Regions from separate parts of the Zea mays genome. Here regions 1 and 2 are each linked to region 3. A link is a contact called in public Hi-C data. All regions are on one chromosome and are shown on one strand. Each heading gives the region's core, a stretch centred on a gene start, on an enhancer-like site or on the middle of the called end of the contact. The rest is flanking DNA. Distances are from core to core; before and after follow the strand shown.

The links. Hi-C and Micro-C count contacts between places; a contact is called where the count stands out from the background.
Region 1: a Hi-C map of endosperm shows a contact between it and region 3, with 2.2 times the contacts expected there. The contact joins the promoter of LOC100275685 here to the promoter of LOC103630535 in region 3. A contact is called at or near these places in 6 of 25 Hi-C or Micro-C datasets (bundle sheath, ear, endosperm and 3 more).
Region 2: a contact with region 3 is called in a Hi-C map of endosperm, with 2.8 times the contacts expected there. The contact joins the promoter of LOC100381635 here to the promoter of LOC103630535 in region 3. A contact is called at or near these places in 4 of 25 Hi-C or Micro-C datasets (ear, endosperm, leaf and 1 more).

Annotation. Positions count from the first base shown.
Region 1 is chr1:2,145,805-2,148,580 of Zm-B73-REFERENCE-NAM-5.0, forward strand. LOC100275685 reads right to left here and starts at 1,350. Exons shown (of 4, transcript NM_001371721.1): 1 at 495-1,350; 2 at 232-399; 3 at 1-126. The coding sequence starts at 1,178. It overlaps LOC103630556 (mediator of RNA polymerase II transcription subunit 12-like), which reads right to left. Exons shown (of 12, transcript NM_001319720.1): 12 at 2,626-2,776. The coding sequence ends at 2,626.
Region 2 is chr1:1,826,372-1,829,369 of Zm-B73-REFERENCE-NAM-5.0, forward strand. LOC100381635 reads right to left here and starts at 1,263. Exons shown (of 1, transcript NM_001174451.1): 1 at 1-1,263. The coding sequence starts at 922.
Region 3 is chr1:2,008,655-2,011,718 of Zm-B73-REFERENCE-NAM-5.0, forward strand. It overlaps LOC103630535 (scarecrow-like protein 6), which reads left to right and starts at 1,443. Exons shown (of 1, transcript XM_008651591.4): 1 at 1,443-3,064. The coding sequence starts at 2,045.

The DNA.
Region 1 (2,776 bases), core at 100-2,599, 140 kb after region 3:
TGGGAGTGTAAGATGCCACAGAACAAGGAACCTTGAAGTAAGTCTAGTGTATGCGAGAGGGATAGGGATCCCCATGAGCTGCTCGCAAACGCCGATTCCTTCAAGAAAACAAGACAGTTTAGACACCTACAAAGCAAGAAAAGATAAATAGCATTAGGTTACTTCGATGGTAGCCACAGAATGCACCCATCCACCAGTTATCTTACAACGAACTATAAATACTAAGCTTACCATGATGCTCCTCTTCTGCTCGTCGAGATCTAGCATTTGGAGACTCTGTGCGATGAACTCGATAATACAGCGTGGCCGATGTTTCGATGCTAGAACAACGCTCAGGTCATCTTCGCCAAGCAAGCCCTCAAGGTCCCCTTTTACGTCAGAGTCGCAAATTATGTGGCACTGAAAATGCAACAGTCACTGTAAAGCGTAAAGCACATCCACCCACCACAGAGTAGAGTAGAGCAGAGCAGTCCAATCCAATCCAATCCAAGCACCTTGAGCGCGACGGGGAAGGCGAGGACGTAGTTGACGAGCGCGCGCCTGAGCGGCTCGTCGTCAGCCTGTCGTCCTCCCGGTCCCGGATTGGGAGCGCCACCCGTATGCAGATTGTTAGGAAAAGGATGACGCATGAGCATCCCGGCGAGGTCGGCTGCGCTGGCGAGCACGCGCATCCACGCCTTGCGTCCCTCGTCGAAGCGCGCGTAGGAAGCCTCGGTGCGGAAGACGAGGAGGAGCGCGAGCGCGGGCGCAGTGAGCTCGTAGGGGAGCGAGGATGCGGTGAGCGCGTAGGCCGGTAGGAGCGTGTTGTAGGTGGCGATGGCGGCGGCGAAGGCGGTGAAGGCGGACACCGGGGGCGCCAGGGAGAGGATGGCGCGGGAGGACAGCGAGGTGAGGAGGTGGCGCAGGTGGCGGCGGGAGCTGCGGTGGTGCCGCCAGGTGGCGTGGTCGTAGAGCGGGCGGCGGTCGCGGACGCGGCGCTCCTGGATGGCGTCGGCCCAGTCGGGCACCGCGGAGAGAAGGGACAGCACAGGGTTCGGACTCGGGATCGGCGGCATGGAGGCAGGTGGTGGTGGTGGGTCGGGGAAGCAGCGGGTGGCCACGTGGAGGCGGCGGGTGGCGTTGGGCGGGTGGTGGCAGCGCCCGCGTGGTGTCGGGGGTTTAGGCGACGGCGCCGCCATGGAACCCGACGAGTTCACAGAGCGAGGGCCATTCGTGGAAGTGGTTGGATGGGTGGGTCAGTGTGTGGCGGAGCCGCGGAGGAGCGGATCAGCCCCCACCCTCCAGCCCAAGCTTGACAGGTGGGTCCAAGCGAGCAGCCCTGTCCCCTGCTGGGACGAGAGCCATGTCGTGCCCACATGCTGCTAAACCACCGTACTCTATTTAGAATTAAATAGAGAGGTGATTGGTTCTCGTTTATTCAAAAGTAAATAGGAAAGTGGACTGGTTCTAATGTCTCTAGCAATCTCAAATATATTATATATATTTTTAATTTTACTAAAACTATTATTTAATGTATTAAAATAGATAGAGGAGAGAAGATTGAAACTCTATATATAAAGCATCTAGTTCACTAAATTTAGAGGGTCTTTTTAGATTATGTTACTAAATTTAGAGGGTCTTTTTAGATTACGTTACTAAATTTAGAGGGTCTTTTTAGATTACGTTGTTGGGTGCGTCCTCTAAATTTTAGGATAAGGAACTCTTTAGTGGTCTTTGTTGAAGACAGCCTAACTTGTCATGCTTTATCTACTATGTAAGATTAGTTCTTTAATTTAACTAACTAACTTTAGATAGGGCTAACTTTAGATAGGCCGAGAACCAAACCGACTTTAACTATGTTTGTTTGAGTTGCCTTTTTCAAGTCAAAAAGTCTGAAATGATGATAACAAGCTAGGGTAGTAACATTTAAAAAAGTTTATATTGGGTTGATTTGAACATACCCAATAAGTATTTTCAAAACACCAATATGTAATGGGATTCTAAAGCACAGTAGCATTAGAAAGAGATGTGTAGGAAAGTCGACTTTAACTATGATCCTCAAAAGGAGAAAACAGTTAGTTATCTATCTCCAATAGCTAAACTCTACATTACCTTTATATTAAGCAACAATACATCGCTAAAGGAAGCTTATACCACAAAAACAAACAGCAAACCAGTAGGACGGTTTAGTCATAGAACGATCCAAACTCATGATGTCTAGGCTGCACTAGTAATAGCTAAAGCAAATAGGCAATGCAACTTCCGTCAGCCTTAGATCAAAAGAATATATGTGACATGACAATTACATCTCAGACCCAAAAAAAAAACAAGTACAGGGCTCTTGGCTAGAAATCTACTACATGGCTTCCTGCCTGATTCTCAAATAAGCTCCCCCATTGAATCCAGAAATGGATTCCAACTATATACAGCCGCCCCCACAGGCCCTAACTAAAACAAATCGGGGGCAGCGATGTATTCTAACACTACAACAACCAACCAAAAGCCATATGGTTTCCATTCCACCTTGTGGTACAGAGCTCTCAAAGAATTCGATGCAGTTGGTGCTTTTAACTTGCACACGACACAAATGCCAACAAGTGAGACCAAATTCTTTGCCTCCAATTCACCAAGATAATCATACACGTATCAGCTGTCGTCATCTACAGACCCAATGTAGGTCAGTTCTGTCCTCCTCACCCTCACGGCACCCTTAAGCCAGCTGGAAGCTTTCAGATTAGCATGGTCTCCCGTCACTCCACTCGAGCCATTGCTTCCAGATGCTGTGGAGGGGGGGCAG
Region 2 (2,998 bases), core at 13-2,512, 180 kb before region 3:
TCTCAGGTCCGCCGCGCTCCCGTGCCGCCGGTACACCACCCTGGGCGCTATCTCCAGCAGGCGCTCCCGCATTCTGGCGACCTCGTCCGCGGGCACCGCCGCCAGCACGTCGGTGATCCTGACGTCCCCCATCACCACCGAGTCCTTTGGTATGGTGACGGAGAACTGGTCGTACCTCCCGCGGGGCAGGTGCCAGCCGTAGTGCGCCCTGGCGGCGGCGTGCTCGAAGAAGACCGGGACGCAGCCGGCGACTATGGCGTCGAACGTGGAGCGGCGGGATGGCGAGTCCCCGGGCGGCTGCAGGCAGAAGTTTGCTCTGAGCATGGGGCGCATGTACGCCACGGGGTTGAGCGCGCACGCGGCGGCGGAGCAGTCGACGACGATGCACACGTTGTTGGACTTGGACGACGTGCGGTTGGCGCACTCGGCGAGGATGGCGCCCCGAATGTTGGGCCTGGACGGCCTGGAGACGCCGCCGGCGTAAAGCATGAGCGCGGTGCGGCGTGAGCGGCGCGCGCGGGCGGTCCAGGAGCGCAGGCGCGGCAGCGAGGACGGGTGGAAGGAGGTCGGGTGCGGGATGGCATGCTCCTGCCAGGGCCAGGTGCGCGACTCGAGCGTGAGCACGGTGAAGTTGGCGAGCTCGGGGAGGCGGAGCAGCGACGTGGTGCCATACATCCGGGGCTCGGCGTCGTGCGGCTGCGAGTAGTCCCAGGCGGTGCCGGCGAGGAGGAAGAAATGGTCGTGGCCGTGGCGGCGCGCCAGGACCCGCGGCTGGTTGCGCGCCAGATAGCGCGCGAGCGGCAGGCCGTGGAGCGCGGAGGAGTTGAGGAGGTCCGGGTGGAGGACGTAGGGCAGCGCGTCCAGCGCCGCGTAGTAGGGGAGGAAGACGGCGTCGGCCTGGGCGGGTCGGGCCACGAGGCATGCGCGCTCCAGGAGGCGGCGGTGGAAGAAGGGCTCCAGCAGCCGGGCGTCGGTGCGGTACCAGGAGCGGGTGCCGTTGTGGGTGCGGGGGCCCAGGCCGTGGTTCGCGAGGGACGCGCACGCCGGAGTTGACTTGGAGTCTGGGTCGGCCAGCGGGAACGCCGTGGCGCAGTAGAGGAGGAGGTGGGTGTTGAAGCGCGCGGGGAGCCAGCGGATGTGGATGCGGCGGCCGGAGCAAGGGTCTGGGCCGTCTGGCAGTGGCAGCAGGCTGCTGCTCTTGTTCTTGCTAGCGGTAGCGGAGGACGTAAGAATAATGGGGAGGAGGAGGAGGAGGAGGCGCCGCGCCATCGTCGATCAGTTCCCCTCTGCTCTGCGCGATGGGGAGGAGGAATGGTCGCCATGGCATGCGGACCACTGACCACATCACACACGTCTCGGTGGATCTGGGCCGCCGCGGCAGTTAAGGTAGTTAGTTAGTTAGTTGTGCCGAATGTCAAAAAACAAAAATATCTAATTAAATCTAGATCAATCTATGTTTAATTAAACCAATCGTAAATTGAAATGATAAGCATTTAATATTTAAAACCAAAATTATACACAATTTTCCCTCCCCAAATGTCGACACATACGTCATGATTCATATTTGATACGAGTCAAATCCTTTGTAGTTCATATATTTCGCATGGACTCGACCTCTGAACGACACCCTTGATTCAACTTATAGCTAGTGGTGTGCGTATATATTATAGGTAGTATTTAAATAAATAGTTATTTACACACGCTCCAAACCATTATAATGACGTGTGCTCTATTAGACCTGCCCAATCTCAGTGCGTCTAACCTGTATCTCTATAAATAAAATTTATATTTCGAGTGAGAAACCATAATTTCAATCTTTGTGTCGTCTCCCGTAAGGTAGCTCGGGCGGCACCGAACCCTAGCTGCCATTATCGCCCCTTTCTTCTCTCATCTCGGTCTGGCTACCACGAGAGTAAGCAGACAAAAGTTTTGAGTCGCTTATGAGGATGGTGTGGCAGGGACCTCCTCGTGACTTTAGGCTTCACAGGCGTAATGGACGGTGACGCCACGACTGATACATGCACCGGCGCCCCTCCCCTGCTCAATAAAACAACTAAAATCTTGAATCGAACTTACTAATCCTAAGTTTTAGGGTCGTGCGAACCTACTAGGGGTCGTCTTGGCAGCCAACATGCTAGGAGCTGGGAGGTGTGTTTGATGTTGCGGTCGTCCCTCCTAACTGCGACTCCATGTATGGGGGGTTTAGGGTGTGCCACCTGGCTTGACCTGCAACTAAGAAGGGGATGTTGGTGTCAGTGTACCACTCTATAGATACACAACAATCAGTTAAACCTTAAATCCTAGCCAGATCATGTGGATTGGCCTGTGCGATTTGCCTCGATCGACTCCGTGAGTCGATGGTTGTTTATTTTCTAGGTCGACTATTAATATGACAATAAATGTGATCTTGCATTAAAAGCGACCAACGACAGAAGTAAACCTACCTAAAGCATGTTTAAGCTAGTTGCTTACTCTAGAGCGATGCAGGCTACATGCATGGCCAAGAAGGAAGTAGCGGGCTAGTGGAGCATCGTATTACTCACGATGTTAACCAAATCTAGGGTCACATAAACAGTAAACCATCTTTAGGAACATTCCAGATCTAATCTTACTCTAGAGCTACAATGTTTGGATACCTTCTAGTGAACTTATTGAGAAAAACCTTTCCACTACGATTAAAGTAGTTTTACTCATACATGTCTACCTCTGCTTTAGTGCTCAAAACTATTTACTCATGCTGCTTTTTGTATAAAATGGTATTTCTATCTTCGTTTCTTAGAAAATTGTTTTGTAATAACTCTAATTTTGTAACTATGTGATGTATGAAATAATTAATTAAGATTGTTATAAATTGTATTCAGTGATTTATGATAATGGTGAAAACATAGATTTTTGAGTTCTCTTTGTATGTACTCAACATACTATCGGATTTGACTTGTTATCTGGTGCACTTTGTGTTAAATGGCTCACGTGTATAAGTTAGATCACATTTTTGCAG
Region 3 (3,064 bases), core at 193-2,692:
ATTTTATTTCGCATATTTTTTGTCTTCTTCATCATTAGTGTCATCTTCACATCATCAACTTCATAATAATTTGAGCTTTCAAGATCTTATTTGATTTTTCTTTTGCATTTAATGTCATGGTTGGCTTTGAAATCCAAGTCCTTGTTTGAAGAAGAGTCGTGTTGATTGTTTATGTGCATGTACATCTCATGGGTGTTGACCATCCCGAAGATTTTGCTTGGTGTAGTGGTGGATAGATCAACTTGATGGAGCATGGTGACAATGTGCCCATATTTGTTAATTGAGAGGACAATTAGAATTTTTCTCATGACGTCCTGTTGTGTAAATTGTATGACTCACAATCGATTGACTTATTCTATAAGGACATTCAAGTGTGAGTACGTGTCATTTGCATTTTAATGAGAAAGCATTTCAAAAGAATTTAATTTATTCATGATTAAATGGTAACACTCCCCACACTCACTCTTTGTTCCCTCATGGATTGTGCATATATCTGACCAAAGAGCATGAGCGTATTTACGATTACACACTCTATTGAATACAGCCTTGCAAAGGCCTCTGAAAAATAGTTCTCAGCCTTGGAATTGCTCAAATATAAATACTTAATATAAAAGGAAGGATTATAAATGCCTCGATGTTTTGCTAAGGTAGCAGAATGTCATCACTCTCCATTCTTCCTTGTTGGAGAACCCATGAAAGGGTGTCACTCCCCTTGATCTGCGCAAGGACCAAGCACTCTTTATGAGCAGGTTCTTTGCCTCTATAGCATGATGAACCATTGACAACCATGTACACACTTAAGTTTGGTCACCCACAAGCTCTTTAGGTGACCATTAAACTATCGATCACCACTAAATTGTTTAGACGATGTTGTTCGTCAAGAGTAATAAACGCTAACTCTCACTTGACCTAACCAAGTCTAATAAGGATGGTGAATGCACAGAAGCTACTCTCAATGTGCTAACGAGGTCGTTGATCACATGATTATTAACTCTCAAGTCCCTCATTAGGTAAAGGTTCTTCCTCACTATCAAATGATCCATTCAACTATTGAAATAGGCAAGAGACTTCATTTGGCTGAATTGGTAGGGGCAAAAATAGCCTAAAGCAAAGGAACTAGTTGCTACAATCCAACTCATGATAGTTAGAGGCATCAGACATGTCGTGTGCACTAACTCCCTATACCGGACATGTTTGGTGCCTTCCCGATGGCTAGTTTTTTAAAATTTGAAACTAGTCCTTATTTAGAATAGAGTTATCTTGTTTAGAATGGTTGTGCGTTCACAAACGAGATAATTGGATTTTTGTCACTCACAATGTTCTGTTCTTGTTATAATTACCATTGTGTTTATGAATTGTGGGTCCAGCTGGGTCTATAAAATGTGGGTCTGATGGCAATTTTACAAATCTGTTTCTTGCTGATGGCAAATATCAGCTCGTTCACAAACCCCTCTGGCATCATGTCTGGCCCGGCCCGCGCTCACCCAATGTCATTAGGCCCATCAACCAAATAGCACTCCATTCGATGCTACGCGTCTGTAGTAGTGATGTGTAGTTACTACAACGGGTTTTCGTGCCTATGATTCGCGGTAATCACCAACATTTTATTTTGTTTTTTTTTATGCGCTTGTGAAGGCCGGCAAATAAAGCCGGTGGAAGGGCACCGCAAAGTATCGTGCTCTGCTCACTCTCTCCAAGACCAAATGACATGCGTTGCGTTGCGTTGCTTGCTAGCAACTTGATATATTCTTGCTGCCATGCCAATCGTCGGTGCTGATCCTAATCATCCTGTCTAAGCTCAGACGACGACACATCGAGGGATGCCCCTCGCCGGAGCCGCGACGGCCGCGAACCTGCCACGACTCGCCCCCTACGCCCAAGTACCAGCCCGCCCACCACGCTGTCTTCGCCACTCGGCATCGCCGACGTGGCGGCCCTCGCCGACGCCGACGCCAAGAGCGTCTCCCCGCCCGCATGGCCGGACGACGACGACGACGACGTCGCCGGGAGGGACGACTGGGTCCACCATCTCCCGCCCCTTGACATGCACATGCCGCCGCTCGGCCTCGGCGCCGCAGAGGCCTGGGAGCCCCACGCGCAACCTCCGGGTCCGGGCGGCCTCACCCTCTCGCACGCCCAGCAGACCCACGACAGCACCTTCCTCGGCTGGTTTATTGCCGACGACGTCGCCATGTCGGGCGTCATGGACGACCACAACTCCCACTCGGTACTTCATGACCTCGACCACATACCCTCTTCCTCCGTGCCGCCGCCGCAGTTCCAGCCTCTCGCGCCCCACGTGCACTACCCGCCCAAGCTGCACCACCACCAAAACCCCGTGGTGCCCGCGTCGCCTCCCAAGCACACGCTCCTGAAACCCAAGCCGGAGGCGCCGGGGACCGACGACGCTTCCACGGCGGTGGACCAGCTCGCCGAGGCCGCCAAGCTTGCCGAAGCCGGAGACGTTTTCGGCGCCCGCGAGATACTGGCGCGGCTCAACTACCTGCTCCCGCCCGGCGCCGCGACGGCGACGCCACTGCTCCGCTCCGCCTTCTACTTCAAGGAGGCTCTGCGCGCTGCCCTGTCCACCACCGCCTCCGCAACCGCCGCCGCCGCCGCCGCGCCGGTGGACGTGCTCCTAAAGCTCGGTGCCTACAAGGACTTCTCCGAGCTCTGCCCCGTGCTCCAGTTCGCGCACTTCACCTGCGTCCAGGCCATGCTCGACGAGCTGGGTGGCGCTGCCTGCATCCACGTGCTGGACTTGGACATCGGCGTCGGCGAGCAGTGGGCGTCGCTCATGCAGGAGCTGGCCAGCCGCCGCCCGGGCGCCGCGCTCAAGGTCACCGCATTGGTGTCCGCGGCGTCGCACCACCCGCTGGAGCTGCAGCTCGTCCACGAGAACCTGTCCAACTTCGCGGCCGAGACGCGCGTCCCGTTCCAGCTGGCCTTCTTCAACCTCGACGCCATGGACCCCGCGGAGCTGCTCGCTACCGCCGCCGGCGACGCCGTCGCCGTCCACCTCCCGGCCGGCTCCGTGCACGCCCCCGCGGTGCCGTCCGTCCTT